5 separate regions of the Mus musculus genome follow, and regions 1, 3, 4 and 5 are each linked to region 2. A link is a contact called in public ChIA-PET, Hi-C, HiChIP or PLAC-seq and promoter capture Hi-C data. All regions are on one chromosome and are shown on one strand. Each heading gives the region's core, a stretch centred on a gene start, on an enhancer-like site or on the middle of the called end of the contact. The rest is flanking DNA. Distances are from core to core; before and after follow the strand shown.

What was found. A called contact is a pair of places that touch in the nucleus more often than the background predicts. ChIA-PET counts read pairs in DNA pulled down with a chosen protein or histone mark. HiChIP or PLAC-seq counts read pairs in DNA pulled down with a chosen protein or histone mark. Capture Hi-C pulls out chosen DNA fragments and counts their contacts.
Region 1: a contact with region 2 is called in an H3K4me3 HiChIP or PLAC-seq map of bone marrow-derived macrophages, with 5 times the contacts expected there. The contact joins the promoter of Muc1 here to the promoter of Syt11 in region 2. A contact is called at or near these places in 2 of 39 promoter capture datasets (both in liver) and 1 of 115 datasets of contacts at active chromatin or transcription factors (bone marrow-derived macrophages).
Region 3: a contact with region 2 is called in a Hi-C map of B cells, with 8 read pairs. The contact joins the promoter of Gba here to the promoter of Syt11 in region 2. A contact is called at or near these places in 1 of 39 promoter capture datasets (liver) and 1 of 484 Hi-C or Micro-C datasets (B cells).
Region 4: a promoter capture Hi-C map of adipose tissue shows a contact between it and region 2. The contact joins the promoter of Fdps here to the promoter of Syt11 in region 2. A contact is called at or near these places in 1 of 39 promoter capture datasets (liver) and 1 of 9 other capture datasets (adipose tissue).
Region 5: an RNA polymerase II ChIA-PET map of memory CD8 T cells shows a contact between it and region 2, with 12 read pairs. The contact joins the promoter of Sema4a here to the promoter of Syt11 in region 2. A contact is called at or near these places in 1 of 39 promoter capture datasets (pre-B cells) and 2 of 115 datasets of contacts at active chromatin or transcription factors (memory CD8 T cells and pancreatic cancer cells).

What each region holds. Positions count from the first base shown.
Region 1 is chr3:89,227,762-89,230,461 of GRCm38.p6, forward strand. Muc1 (mucin 1, transmembrane) reads left to right here and starts at 1,295. Exons shown (of 7, transcript NM_013605.2): 1 at 1,295-1,416; 2 at 2,150-2,700. The coding sequence starts at 1,359.
Region 2 is chr3:88,771,326-88,774,172 of GRCm38.p6, forward strand. It overlaps Syt11 (synaptotagmin XI), which reads right to left and starts at 1,274. Exons shown (of 4, transcript NM_018804.3): 1 at 966-1,274. The coding sequence starts at 999.
Region 3 is chr3:89,201,550-89,204,249 of GRCm38.p6, forward strand. Gba (glucosidase, beta, acid) reads left to right here and starts at 1,379. Exons shown (of 11, transcript NM_001077411.3): 1 at 1,379-1,537; 2 at 1,923-1,992; 3 at 2,436-2,627. The coding sequence starts at 1,938.
Region 4 is chr3:89,100,705-89,103,566 of GRCm38.p6, forward strand. It overlaps Fdps (farnesyl diphosphate synthetase), which reads right to left and starts at 1,263. Exons shown (of 10, transcript NM_134469.4): 1 at 1,158-1,263; 2 at 1-127. The coding sequence starts at 105.
Region 5 is chr3:88,454,453-88,457,152 of GRCm38.p6, forward strand. Sema4a (sema domain, immunoglobulin domain (Ig), transmembrane domain (TM) and short cytoplasmic domain, (semaphorin) 4A) reads right to left here and starts at 1,309. Exons shown (of 15, transcript NM_013658.3): 1 at 1,096-1,309; 2 at 227-394. The coding sequence starts at 365.

The DNA of each region.
Region 1 (2,700 bases), core at 45-2,544, 460 kb after region 2:
GGATCCGGCCTGGCATCCTCAGTCCGCGCTACTGTGAACCCAAAGCCCTCCCCAAATTCAACTGTTTCTGCCCTTCAGAACACCTTTCGTTTCTCCCTAAACACACACACAAACACACGGGTTTGCCTTGTTTCGAGTGCTTGTTCGCCCCAAATATTCCTTTCCCAGATACATCTCAACGTTCTCATGTTCCACGATCGGCCCACCTACTTAATCTCTTCCTCCTCAATATCTAGCTACCTAGACATAACCCGTCCTACACCCCACCCCCCACCATTCAATGTCATCACACAACTTGATGCCCCCCCTTCCAGATACCTTGGGGCTCCAACCACTTTTACCCTACCCGCAAACACCATCCCCAGAAGTCTAGTAGCCCAATTAATGACCCTTGCTTCTCCCCTACAGTGTGCATTCTTTCCTATCTGTCCGAGGCATTGATTCTTTTCGCCAAGGCACAATTAACTTCCTTAAGTTAATCTGTCTCAACTTGGGCTGTGCTGCCAAACTATCGGCTGGTGCGAGTACGCCGCGCGACGCTCGCGGTGACCACTAGAGGGCAGGCGTTTCCGGATAGAAGGGCCGGTCAACCTGCCACTCAAGGTGGAGGGTTGGGTAGGAAGGACCTTAGGCTTCAGTGGAGCCCAAGTTTAGTCCTTTTTAAGTGGAAATTTCCCCCACCGCCTTTCTCGGGAGAAAGCCAAAGAGAGACCCAGGCTACTGGAAAGTCTGGCAGGGGCGGGGATTGTGGTTTTCAGAGTACCGGGAACGGCTAGAAGGGCGGGGCTGTTCCGGGAAGTGGCGGGGGGGGGGGGGGTTCGGGGAGGGAGACTAAAACTAGCGACCTGTCCACTATTATCCAGCCCCCTTATGTCCTCTCAACTTGTGAGAAGTGGTGTTCAAGGACCCGCAGAGAGAATAGGAAAAGGGATCGGGGGACCTAGGGATGGACTTCCCATGTCTTGCTGTCCAGGGCCTTTCTGTGTTTCCTTTCCTCTTCTTGGCGGTCACTCTGGGACTAAAACCAGAGCCAGGGGGCCCCAGGTTTCCTCCACATACACACCTGGGGTAGTCAAGGAGCGGTTGGTAAAAGTGGGAGGCCAGATGGAGAAAAAACAGGTTGTCATAAGGTTGAGTGATTGGAGCCCAAGTACCCTACACAGGAATGACTGGGGGGGAGGAGGAGGAAAAGAATAGGGGAGGGGGCGGAGTTTTGTTACCTGTCACCTGCTCTGACTGTGCCTAGGGCGGGAGGGGGACTGGTATAAAGCAGCAGGCACCAGCCCTGTTCCACCTCACACACGGAGCGCCAGCCTTGAGTTTGTTTTCTAGCCCCTTCCCGCCTGTTCACCACCACCATGACCCCGGGCATTCGGGCTCCTTTCTTCCTGCTGCTACTTCTAGCAAGTCTAAAAGGTGAGAGGCGCAAGGTGGGGAGGGGCTGCGCTGTTCAGGTGGGACTCCCAGTCTTTCTGTGGAGTTTGCTTACTGGTAGATTATGAGAGTCATAAATGGCCATCCATACAGGTATGGCCCAGTATGTGCCAGGGGGGAAAAGAGGCTAAGGAAGGAGGCTGAGAAGAGGTGACCCCTCAGGAGAGTGGGCACTATAGTAGGCAAATAATACTCTTTGTGGGGAGTAGAGAAGAGAGGCTGTGTCAGGAGAAGTAGCTCCGGAGTGGAAGAATGGGGCCGTGTGCAGTGGTTCCAGTCTATAGTTCCCACACCCTGGACGCTCAGGTTCACAGAGAGTTCAAGGCCAGCTTAGGCTACAGTATGAATACTTGTCTCAAGTAGAGGAATAAATGAGCCAGAAGCAGAGGTGAGACCTCTGCTTAGGGAGGGAGGCTGTCAGGATGAAGGCAAACCAGGGGCTACCTGATGCTAACATGATCCCCCTTCCTTCCCCGGTTACTTTGTTTTCAGAGTTTATATTTTTCTTCTTGCTCTGATTTTTATTCATCAACCCAGTAGGTTTTTTTTTTGTTGTTGTTGTTGTTTTGTTTTTTTTTTCTTCAACTTTGGCTCTAGCCGGAACTAAAACATCACACATGTTATCCAAAGCGACCCAGTGTCCAACTCTGTTGATTAGTGCTGCGCTGCTGTGAGCATAAAAACAGTTTACCCCTAATCTTCCACTCTGGTTCAGGTTTTCTTGCCCTTCCAAGTGAGGAAAACAGTGTCACCTCATCTCAGGACACCAGCAGTTCCTTAGCATCGACTACCACTCCAGTCCACAGCAGCAACTCAGACCCAGCCACCAGACCTCCAGGGGACTCCACCAGCTCTCCAGTCCAGAGTAGCACCTCTTCTCCAGCCACCAGAGCTCCTGAAGACTCTACCAGTACTGCAGTCCTCAGTGGCACCTCCTCCCCAGCCACCACAGCTCCAGTGAACTCCGCCAGCTCTCCAGTAGCCCATGGTGACACCTCTTCCCCAGCCACTAGCCTTTCAAAAGACTCCAACAGCTCTCCAGTAGTCCACAGTGGCACCTCTTCAGCTCCGGCCACCACAGCTCCAGTGGATTCCACCAGCTCTCCAGTAGTCCACGGTGGTACCTCGTCCCCAGCCACCAGCCCTCCAGGGGACTCCACCAGCTCTCCAGACCATAGTAGCACCTCTTCTCCAGCCACCAGAGCTCCCGAAGACTCTACCAGTACTGCAGTCCTCAGTGGCACCTCCTCCCCAGCCACCACAGCT
Region 2 (2,847 bases), core at 24-2,523:
GCCCCAGGGAGTGTAAAAGTGCTCTGAGAACCCAGAGGGCTAGGTCGCAGACCAGCCACTCCGAGATGACGTAATGCTTTCTGTGGTACACAAAGCAGCCTCCCCCGGGCTGGGCCTCTCCAGCCCCTCCCCCAGGCCAGGATTGCCTCCCTGGCCAGCACCAGCGCGGGTGAGTACCCCTATTTGAAAAGCCAGACCGGGAAAACAGGGAACAAAGGCCCCGGAAGGGGCGCCTAGGCACTGCCAGGAGGTTCAGAAATAGACATCACGTCATCTCTCCGCCCGGCGGCGCCAAGCGCCATTTGGTAACACCGCGAAGGACTACACCATTACGGTGCAGAATGAAGCATGCAGGGCTAGCATTTTACCCCAGCCCTAGCAACCCTCTGACCGGCTTAAGGAGTGGCTTCATTTGTGCTCCCCACCCCCGCACCCTGCTTTCCCTGGAGGCCTCCGCCTCCCTTGGCTTCCAGCCATACAGCCCATAGTCTCCACGCTGCCATCTTGATGTCCCATCCCCCTTGCCACTTTCCTCTTCTGCAGCCCTCAGAAGTAGGAGGGGGAGGAAGGGGCACCGCCCTGCGTGCCCCTAGGGGGAGGGCTCGGCCTACCTCACCTCTCTTCCTCCAGAAAGAGGGGTGGGGGGGGGTTGTTCACATCCTCCGCAAGCTTGCCATTTCTCACCTCCAGACGTGCTGACAGTGCACCATCAAGGGTTTACCATCAAGGTTTTAGCATCCTGGACCTACCTATCCTCGGTGGCACTCTGCCCTTGCCAGAGCCTGCATCCCACAGCTGAAATTCAGAGGTTCTCCACAGCCTTCTACTCATGACCTCAGGCCCTATTCTGGCTGGGCTGGCAATGAGAGGGTCCCATTTGGACTTCACTCCCCGCCCATTCCTCAGCTATCTGGCATTGCAACGGCACTGATCGCCCCCAAATTAGTTTGTCAGGCTCTACTTACCAAAGCTGGGGCGTATATTTGTGATCTCAGCCATGTTGTAATCAGAGGCTGTTGATAGAAACACTTTTGCAGAGGTCAGACAACTTTGGGAATCTCGGTCAGTACCGAGGCCGCGGCTGTAGACCTCCAGATCAGGGGAGGGGAAGGTGCATGGCCGATTGCCCCTGCAGTACGATCCCTGGTTGCTAGCTGCGCTTTCCTCTTAGATGCTCCAGGGATGCTCTGAGCTAAGGATGCAGGTGCAGTCAGACTGGTCCTGATGAGAGATAGGCTCCGCCTCTTCCCGAACGGCCCTCGGCAGAAGACTCCGCCTCTGCCCGAAAGATTCCGGAAGCTCTTCGAGAGAAGACCCCGCCCACTGCCGAGTTTTTCCGAGGATGAGTCTCCGCCCATTCACAGGCTGTGGGCGTTTGTGGCTAAATTTCAAAGCCCATTAAGAAGTGTAGGTGTTTAGCTAGCTCAGTCGCACATCCTTGTGACTATAGCACTCAAGTGGGTGAGGAAGGAGAGTCAAGGACAGTCTTGGATAGGTCTCCAAATACAGAAGGGCAGGAAGATAGTCGCTTTAGCGTCTTCTGAAGCTGTAATTCTAGTTGCCTGAGTTTATATAGCTAGAAGCTGAACCTTCTGGGTCCGAGGAGTTGAGAAAAGCAAAATTCTATACTGTTTCAGTATTGATGGCTATTATTTTAGCGCACTCCTGAAACAGTAAAGGCATTTATGGAAACTGACTAAAGATTGAAACCTGGGTAGAAGCAGAAGGATCAAGAGTTTCAGGCCAGTCTGACGTGTATAACAAGAACCTATCTCAGAAAAGCAGAGACAATAATAAAGACTTAAAGTCGGCTGGGCAGTAGTGGTGCATGCTTTTAAACCCAGTACTCTGGAGTATAAAACACCAGAAAATATGCAAAATAATAATAATAATAATAATGATAATAATAATGAGTCGCTTCACCCTGCTGCACATGCTCGGGTGGCTCTGACTTTAGATTGAGGACATGGGAACATGTGGCCGAGGTGGGGGCTCTTTCTCGGAACCTGGCTTTTCTCCGCAGTTGGAGATTCCTTTGTCTCTGCTAATGGCCTGTCACCTTTCTTTTCCTTTGTAGGGTTTGGGTTTTGATTCCAAGATCAGGCCAGCTGTGACCAAAAGAGTGCTTTTGGTTTCTTAATGCGCCCCCCCCCCCATAAGAGAAGAGAAGTTGTGATTTTTTAAAAAGACAGTCTCTCTCAACCAGGCTGCTCTGCAACTCATTTGTGTAGCCTATACTGGACTGGAAATCTCCTATTGATAGGATTACAATCTCCTATTGAGCCACCACTGCCTGTCAAGAGTAATTTTAATTACATTTATTGACAGGGTCTTGGGTAATACAGACTGACCTTGAACTTACTGTGTAGTCCAGGCTGGTCTTGAACTCCTTTCAACACCTGCCAAATGCTAGTGTTACAGTCATAGACCACCCTGCCTAAAAAGTGTATTTTTTAAGTTAGAGAAACTACTAGAAAAGATGAATGAATTGATTTTTAAAGTTTCCTGATTATTTTTCCTAAGCATAATTTGTATCATCACTGAAACTCAAAACTTTTTATTTTTGAAATTATTATACTCAATTGGGAAACTGCTTTTATACTACTTGCAAGGAAAAGACCACTGCATTTTTAGTTAACCTGGTATTTGGAGGCTAAAGAGAGATAACTGGAAATTAAAGGTTATACTACAAAAGACATGATGATTTTAAACAGGAAGGTATTCGTGGTACAGTGTACCATAGCCAACTTAAAACAAATGTCAACTCTGTATTTGTACATACATATATAAATACACACAATATGGATTCAAGTTTCCAAATTTAGGTTTTTTTTTTTTGAGACAGGG
Region 3 (2,700 bases), core at 129-2,628, 430 kb after region 2:
CAAGTGTGGAAACAGGCTCAGACTTCCCTTGACTTCTCTTGCTAACGCTAGTAATGGTTCTGTGAGACTATGCTGGTGTCTATGTTGGGCAAGTGTGGAAACAGGCTCAGAGACCTGGACTTAGTCAGATCACGCTGCATGTGTCACTGCCAATTAATCAACTTTATTGTGGCTCACAAGGAAACCCGGACGACAGCCCTCTTCTTGTGTCCACCAAAGACAGACAGCATTTTCCAGTTTCCTGGGAGGAAGGATGAAGAGCTTTCCAGCCAGCATCTGATGATAAAGCAAGAGAATCCAGAAACGGCCAGTGGGGACCACTCCCTCCCTTGGTCCTGATCTCCAGAGCCCGACAGCAACTCCCTGCACTTACTGTGACTCCCCCCCCCCCCCCCCCCCGCCTGTTCTTCTGGGAAGGGTCCCCTTTCCTCTCAAGGAGTCTTGCAAGTATACCTCTCAACATTTCTGTCTGTCTTCGCCTGTAACTCCGTGTAAGTGTCTGACTCATGTGTCTCACTAGTCTTTTTAGGATAAAGATTGTGTGTATGTGGGGTTTGTTGTTGTTTTTCGAGATAGGGTTTCCCTGTGTAACAGGACTGGCTGTCCTGGAAATTGCCCCATAGACCAGGCTGGCCTTGAACTCACAGGGATCCGCCTGCCTTTTCCTCCCAAGTGCTGGATTTAAAGGCATGTGCCACCAATTCCAGGCTGTATGTGGGGTTTCTAAATTTTGTTTTTATTTATTTTTATTTTTTTAAAAGATTTTATTTGGGGTTGGAGAGATGGCTCAGTGGTTAAGAGCAGTGACTGCTCTTCCAGAGGTCTGGAGTGTCTGAAGACAGCTTACATATAATAAATAAATAAATATTTTCTTTAAAATATTTATTTATTTATTTTTTATATATATGACGAGTACCCTGTAGCTGTCTTCAGACACCAGAAGAAGGCGTCAGATCCCATTACAGATGGTTGTGAGCCACCATGTGGTTGCTGGGAATTGAACTCAGGACCTCTGGAAGAGCAGTCAGTGCTCTTAACCGCTGAGCTATCTCTCCAGCCCCTTGTTTTTATTTTTAAATTTTATTTTTAAATTATGTATATCTGTGTGTCGGTATGTGCATGTGAATACAGTGGCCCTCACAGGCTAGAAGTCCTCTCTGTCTTGGATTTAGGAGCCTCTACTCAGCTGTCCATACAATCCTTGTTAGAATTCTCTTCCTAAAGGTGTCATCCTTTAGGCCTCCCCAAAATTCACAGGGTATGCAATGAATGACTAACCTAGAAGAGCCCAACTGCCCATTACAAATATGGCTTCGATTGCTTCACTTCCTGCATCACGTGACCGGCTTAGTCATCATGTGACTCTGTCCGCCCCTTTAAGCCGGAAGGAACTTGCTGTGCTAGTCGGTTCCAAGAGCTATGATATCTGTCTGTGTTTTATTTGGTAGGTCTTCTATCCCTCCAAGGCACAGAAACTTCCACAGTCTTCTCATTCGCTGGTCCTGAGTAGCTCCAGTTTCCAAGATCTTCTGGAGAGGTAAGCGGGCAGGGCTACAATTTGCCTTGTCAATCTTGCTTCGGGAATTCTGCCTATCTAGATTATGGAATTCGGTGAGTTCAATTTTTTTTTTTTTAAATTCAGGGCATCATGGCTCTTTGAGGGCACAGATGGAGGGAGGGCTGAAGGTTGAAATCGATGGGGGAAAAGAGTGAAGAGAGTCTTCTTTGGAGTGGGCAGCAAACTCCCTAGCAGAGTGAATGAATGCAGGACGCCTCCAGGGTCTACGGGCACTGTCTAATCACTAATAAAGGTGGGAGCCTATGCTGTGAGCATCCACAGGCAGCTAAACTCTGGCCAGGAGGGTGGTTGCAGGGTAGAGAGAGTCTTACACTATTATCTTTCCTCTACATTTTCTTCTCAGAAGTGTGCTGGTGTCATGGCTGCCAGGCTCATCGGATTCTTCCTATTTCAGGCGGTATCTTGGGCATATGGTGAGTCTAGGATGGAGATGGAGGCATGAAGGTGTCCCCTGCCCCCAAAGTCCTCTGGTAGCCTTCCATTATGGTGCTGAAATTTCAGTAGGGACTCTGTAACTCTTTTAGAATGCCTGAGACATCTTTGGGCTGGGAGTATGGTGGAAGGATTTTTTTAAAAAAATATTTATTTATTTATTATATGTAAGTACACTGTAGCTGTCTTCAGACACACCAGAAGAGGGCGTCAGATCTCGTTACAGATGGTTGTGAGCCACCATGTGGTTACTGGGATTTGAACTCCAGACCTTTGGAAGAGCAGTCGGGTGCTCTTACCCACTGAGCCATCTCACCAGCCCGGATTTTTTTTTTTTTAATTGTTGTTCTGTCTCGTACCTAGCATGCCCACTCCCTCATAAACCCGCTTTGATGCCTGCCTCTGCTTGTGCCCTGCCTCCTAGGTGCCCAACCCTGCATCCCCAAAAGCTTTGGCTACAGCTCAGTGGTCTGTGTCTGTAATGCATCGTACTGTGACTCTCTTGACCCCGTGACCTTACCGGCTCTGGGTACCTTCAGCCGTTACGAGAGCACTCGACGTGGACGTCGGATGGAGCTGAGTGTCGGGGCCATCCAGGCCAATCGCACTGGCACAGGTAGCCACTTTATCTGTCCCTCTAAGCCTGGACCCAAAGTCACACCAGTGATCAGCATGTCCTCTTCTGGACT
Region 4 (2,862 bases), core at 13-2,512, 330 kb after region 2:
GTGTCCCAGCTCCTTCTCAGTCAGCACCTTGACGATCTGGGAGAAGTGCTGGATGAAATTCTGCTTTTCTTGGTTATAAGCATCCAATTTCTGGTTCCCATTCATTCTGACAGAGGAGCTAAATGCTCTGAGGGAAAAAAAAACACACACACAAACAAATGAGAGGGTGGCTCGGGTGCTTCCCTCCCCGAAGCCCCACACCCCAACCACACTCACCGAGGCTCCTCTGTCCACACTTGGCACCACCAGCGGGCACTGTGCCAGGCCCCCAGGACTGGACACCCATATGCCAGGGAGGGTCGTTGTAGGAAACCAAGCCACCTCTCCCGGGGTGCCCAGCAGGGGGCTGGCAGCAGGAAGACCCCCAGAGATCTCAGCCAGCAGGACAGGGGCATCCTGGGTGTGCATGGGGGTGGGGGCACCAAGCACTCCCTGCAGGAGCAAGCACCGAAGGCAGATGCTTGGTAGCAGTTACCTAAGGTATCCCCCAAGCCAAGCTTGTTACCTCCTGCATTAGAACGCCCCACCCCGCTTCTAAACTCAAGAATTACATAAAAAACACACAGGAAATGAAAAGTTTGTCGGAGTGACTGAGATCCAATAGATCTTCACTTAAACCGAAAATGGCTAAAACTGAACACTTTCTACTTCCAAGGTTGCGTTCACTACAATTCGGAACATTGTATTACGGGAATTACGGGATGCAAGGTCCTTAAGTCACAATGTTAATGGAGACACCGAACTGAGGTTCAGTGAATGTAAGAGAGCTGAGCTGACGAAGAGCCAAAGCTGGAACCCAGGAGTCCGGATGTAGGGGAAAGAGAGGGAAGCTCTTAGATAGTCCCAATGAGGGGACTGGAGCCGAAGGTGCTGTGCGCTTGTCATCTGTCCCGGCACTGGTGCTAACCGCAGCCGGCCTCCGAGCAACAGGTGGGCGTGGGAGGACTCACAAGAGTAAACTAAAGGCCTGGCGTACGGAAGACTTGAGGAAGACGCCAGCGTTTAGAAATTCACGAAGGCACAAGCAAACCGTTCATTCTGGCCCACCGACCCCAAGCCCCGTAACTCCAACACGGACTGGTCCTTTAGTGCCTCGGAGCTTCACCCGATCCGAGACACGGGTAAACCTCAGCTCCAGCCCCAACAATAGCTCTCACCTGTTCTTCAACGCGGATTCTCCCGGGGTCCAAGATGTTTGCGGCTTACACCTAAAAGCTGAGCGTGCATCCGCTCAGCACTCTGGGAGTTGTAGTTCCCAGTCTCCAGGCTCAGGAGGCAGAACATAAATATAAAACTACGACTCCCGGCATGCCACGGACTAGGCGGCAAGAAACTCAGACTTGTGTCTCAGGGTGGGTGTGGCCTAGTTCGCTGATTGGCTAAATTACCTCGTGTGAGCATGGGCCTTGTGACGGCTGGCCAATGAAAGGGTGGCGCGCGGACCATCAGCCCACTAGGCGGTCGGCGGTGTCGGTACACCCATACCGAAAGCCTGGGAAATTGGCTATCTAATTCCTAGCTATAGTTCTTCCAGTGCTTCTGGTTGACAGTGTTTCTAAGATCCCGGAATAACCAGCCTTGCAGCTTCCTATTTCCAACTCTAGCAAATCACTTCTTACATCTTTGATTCTAGTTAGGTGAAGTCGCTCATTTTTCCAGCCCTTAGAAGGGGTGAGGCAATAAGATCAAGAGTTAAAGCCATGGGGTGGGGCTGGAGGGAAAAAAAAAAAAAAGAGTTAAAACCAATATGGGTCGTGTAATGAGTTTTAGGCTACTTGGAAGACTATATGACTATATGAGAGAAAACAACACCTTTCCCCCAGGTACTTTGGCGCCCTTGAAGCAAAAAGGTAAAAACTCAAAGCAGATGTTAGAACTTTCGGCCTCACAGTTTGCCAGCCCACCACGTTGACTCCTTTTTACTCCACCCCAAACCCCATCGCGATCAGAAAAGAGACCTGAAACTACAAACCACCTCAGACATTAATGGACTTGTCCTTGAAGTATTAGAAATAAGTTTCATTGTCCCAAAGAAAGAGACCACTACCACTCCGGACTAAAAGGTTGAAGGGTCTAGACAAGATAAACTTTACACATTGGTTTATTCTGCAAGGTTTCTCCATGTAGCCCTGGCTGTCCTGGAACTCTCACTGTAGACCTGGCTAAACTTCAACTCACAGAGTGAGAAAATAGTAGATTGAACATGGCTCGCAGAGGGGACTAGACCATGCATAAGAGAAGGTAGGGAGCTTAAGGGAGGGCCAAAACAGCATAGCCGAGGTTATAAGAATGTGAAGTGAGGGAAGAGAAGCTCCTGAGATAGAGACGTTTAGGATAATGGGGGAGCTGAGAAGAGCCAGGAACATGTGATATACTGTGAGAGCCTGGATATACTGGGGGAGCCTGGAGGCCGGCATAATTTTTGTCCCTTCTGCTGCCCATGTAAGGGTAACCCCTTTGGTAAAGGGGAACCGGTTTCACAAGTTCCTAACGAATGCTAGTTTTGGTCAGAATTTGAGGAAATGGAGTTTTCTTTAGAGCTCCTTTGGACAGTAACAACATAAGAAACAGACAAGCCAGGGTAACAAAAATAGTCATGAAACAAACTCATGGTAATACCCAATTAACTGCCAGGATGCCAAGTCTGTGCAAGAAGAGAAGAGCTGTCAACCACTGGCTTTGCAAATGGAAAAGAATAAATTAAGATGGTTATCTCATACTGAGGGAAAAGGCAGTAGACTCCCTGATAGGCAGGCCGACGTGGGAAGGGCTGTGACTACTGAGTAATAGCGATGGTGGACTTCCAAGGTGACTGGCTCCTTCCTCACACTCCTGAGCAGAGGCAAACGTCTCTCAGGTTAG
Region 5 (2,700 bases), core at 59-2,558, 320 kb before region 2:
AGGGAAAGAAAAACCACTGAGTTGGCAGAAAAGGGTCACAGTGACCCTTCCTTCCCTTACAGATCAACTTGTGCCTCAGGTGGCCTCTTCTTCTCCCAGCCCCTCCCAGGCTCCCTGGCATCTCTGTTTCTTCGTGCCATTTCGTCCCCTCTGGCACACCCTTCTCCTTCCTCAGCCCCTTCATCTCTATGGTGCCATCCATACCTCCCAGGTACTAGACACTTACCAGCATGGTATTTGACTCTGGGCATGGGCCCCTGACCACCAGTCCCAGAAGCAGGTGGCAGTGATGGCAGCAGGAAGAGTTGGAAGAAAAAAACACGCAGGAGACTCCATGAGTCCTGGCCCAGGGATGGTAGGGCCATGGTCAGCCTGAGATGGTCACCAGATGGTTCTGAGGAAACAGGCACTTTCTGGGTTAGCCATGCTTACCACACCCTTCCTGAGGGCCAATAGGAGAGCCCCAGGGGGCAGAAGTTCCTCTCTGGAAGGGCCCTCAGAGTCTCACTTCCATCCATCCCCAGCCTTGAAGGTGCCTCCTGCTGCCCTCTGCATAGGGTGCTGCTGTGGCCCACGCTGTGCCTCTGGTCACCTAACCATTAAAAAAACTACCTTGCCATTTCTCACCTGACTCACAGAAAAATTCCTTTCCACTTTGCCCCCTCAGCATCTCCTGGCCCCGTGCTCCAGAGCTCTGATCATCTCTGGCCCTGGGCAAAGGTCTTCTAGGGAACTAGTTCCTGTATGCAAAAGGTAGATTTCCCCAGGCTGGCCTGTGCTGTGACACCTTATGCCCGCTACTCACCCCAACCCAGGCAGACAGCCTACCCTCTCCTCAGCCCCCAGGGGCTCTGACTCTTGCTTAATCGGGCCCATCTAGCCTTCTTCTTAGGGATAGGGGCGTGCCAGTTTATCTACCACTGTGGTGGGGCTGCCCTCTGTATTTCCTGGGAGTGGCCTGGGCAGGAGTCCTTGGCAGACTCTCAACTTCTCCAGCCCCCCTGTCTGCCTCCCCAGAGCTCCGCAATCAGCCTCCCCCATGGCCACTGAATGCAGGTTCACACCCCTCCCCCGCCCCCGCCTCATCTCACATACCCTTGAGCCAGCCACACTGAGAAGTCCTGTGTTCAAACCCTGAATCAGGGTGCCATCCGAGGCAAAGAAGGGGGTCCAGGCAAGGCAAGCAGGCTCAGCCTGGCTGGAACGGGCGCGCGGCCCTCCAGGCACCCATCCTGCCAGAGCCAGTGTGGGTTTCAGGCCAGGGAAACCAGAATTTCTACCTCGAGTTGTGACAGATCCTGGCTGGCTTGGGCGGAAGTTGGTGGATCAGGGCGGGGAGACTGGTGGAGTGTGGGAGTGGGGGTGAGGCTTGAAGGCCTTGCAGGAGACACACCTCCCTCCCTCCTTAGTCTATCCAGAAATTAAGAGTTCCTTCCCGGCCAGTTCAGTGATGCCCTTGTTTCTCCCGCACACCACTTCCAGTCTAACCAGCCCAAGCTGCAGACTCCTCTTGCTCAAGAGAGCTCGGTATGACACCGTCTCTCTCCTATTCCTTCTCTCTCTGACCCCATTGTGGGGTTCCCCCACTGCCACATACTGAGACCTCCCGACCTCCCACACCCAGTAGGACCACATTCTTGAAAGATAACACGTTTAAAGCTGGCATGGTGGCGAGGCATACCTTTAATCCCAGTACTCGGGAGGCAGAGGCAGGCAGATCTCTGAGTTCGAGGCCAGCCTGATCTACAGAGTGTGCTCCAGGTCATCCAGGGCTATACAGAGAAACCCCGTATCAAAAAAATAAAAAATAAATAAAAATCCTACATTTGTATTAGTTTTTTGGTTTTTCCCTATGACTTTGCTGAGGAAGCCCTAGTAATTTGACGTCTCAGTGGGAAATTGGAGAAATTCCCCATTTGAACGCGTGCTTCTTGGGATACGCTTTGGAGCTGAAGCACCCAGCTGGCATGGTGGCTGGTTCCTCCTCCCCAAAGGTTCCAGGAAGACCTCATAACGCAGGGTTAATGAGTAACCAAGGGCTCCTAGGCCAATAAAGAGTGGTTGGGCTGCTGCCCACTCTCCCGGGTCAGCTGACTTCAGGTTAAAGAGCACAGTGACCCAAGCTGGTCTACCTCCAGGACATACCCTATCTTCACTGTAAACACCATCCTCACTGCCAGGATGGTCCCCACTGTAGGCTGTCCTCCACCCTTCCAGTTACAGCTCCTAGACGGAAAGCATTCCTCGGTAGAGCCTGCTTGGCCTTCCCTTCATGCTTTCCCCTCTGCTTCCGTTCTCCAGTGTGGCCCAGGAGCTGGGCTCACACAGACCCTCCTGATGGCTTCATCTGTCAAAGCTTGCTAAGACCCGCCCCCCCCCAAGCTCTCCGTTCACTGTGAGGACTTTGCCAATCTCCCTGTGCTGACACAAACTTCTGAGTCTCCTTGACCTCTAGATCAGGCTTGGGAAGCCACCACCTCAGGGCCTCTCTTTGGAGACAGATTGGCCTATCTGGGTCACAGGGAGGAGCTGTGACCAGAGGAGCAGCTCCAATGCCATCCTTCTTTACTCTCTTCCTGTCCCTGGGCGTCCTCAGGAGACCAAGTGCTCTCCCAGGCCCTCGGACAATGTGAGAAGCTCACACTTGGGGCTTCAGGCTTCCCAACTTCAGCAGGCAGGCTCCACTACAGTCTTGCTGCA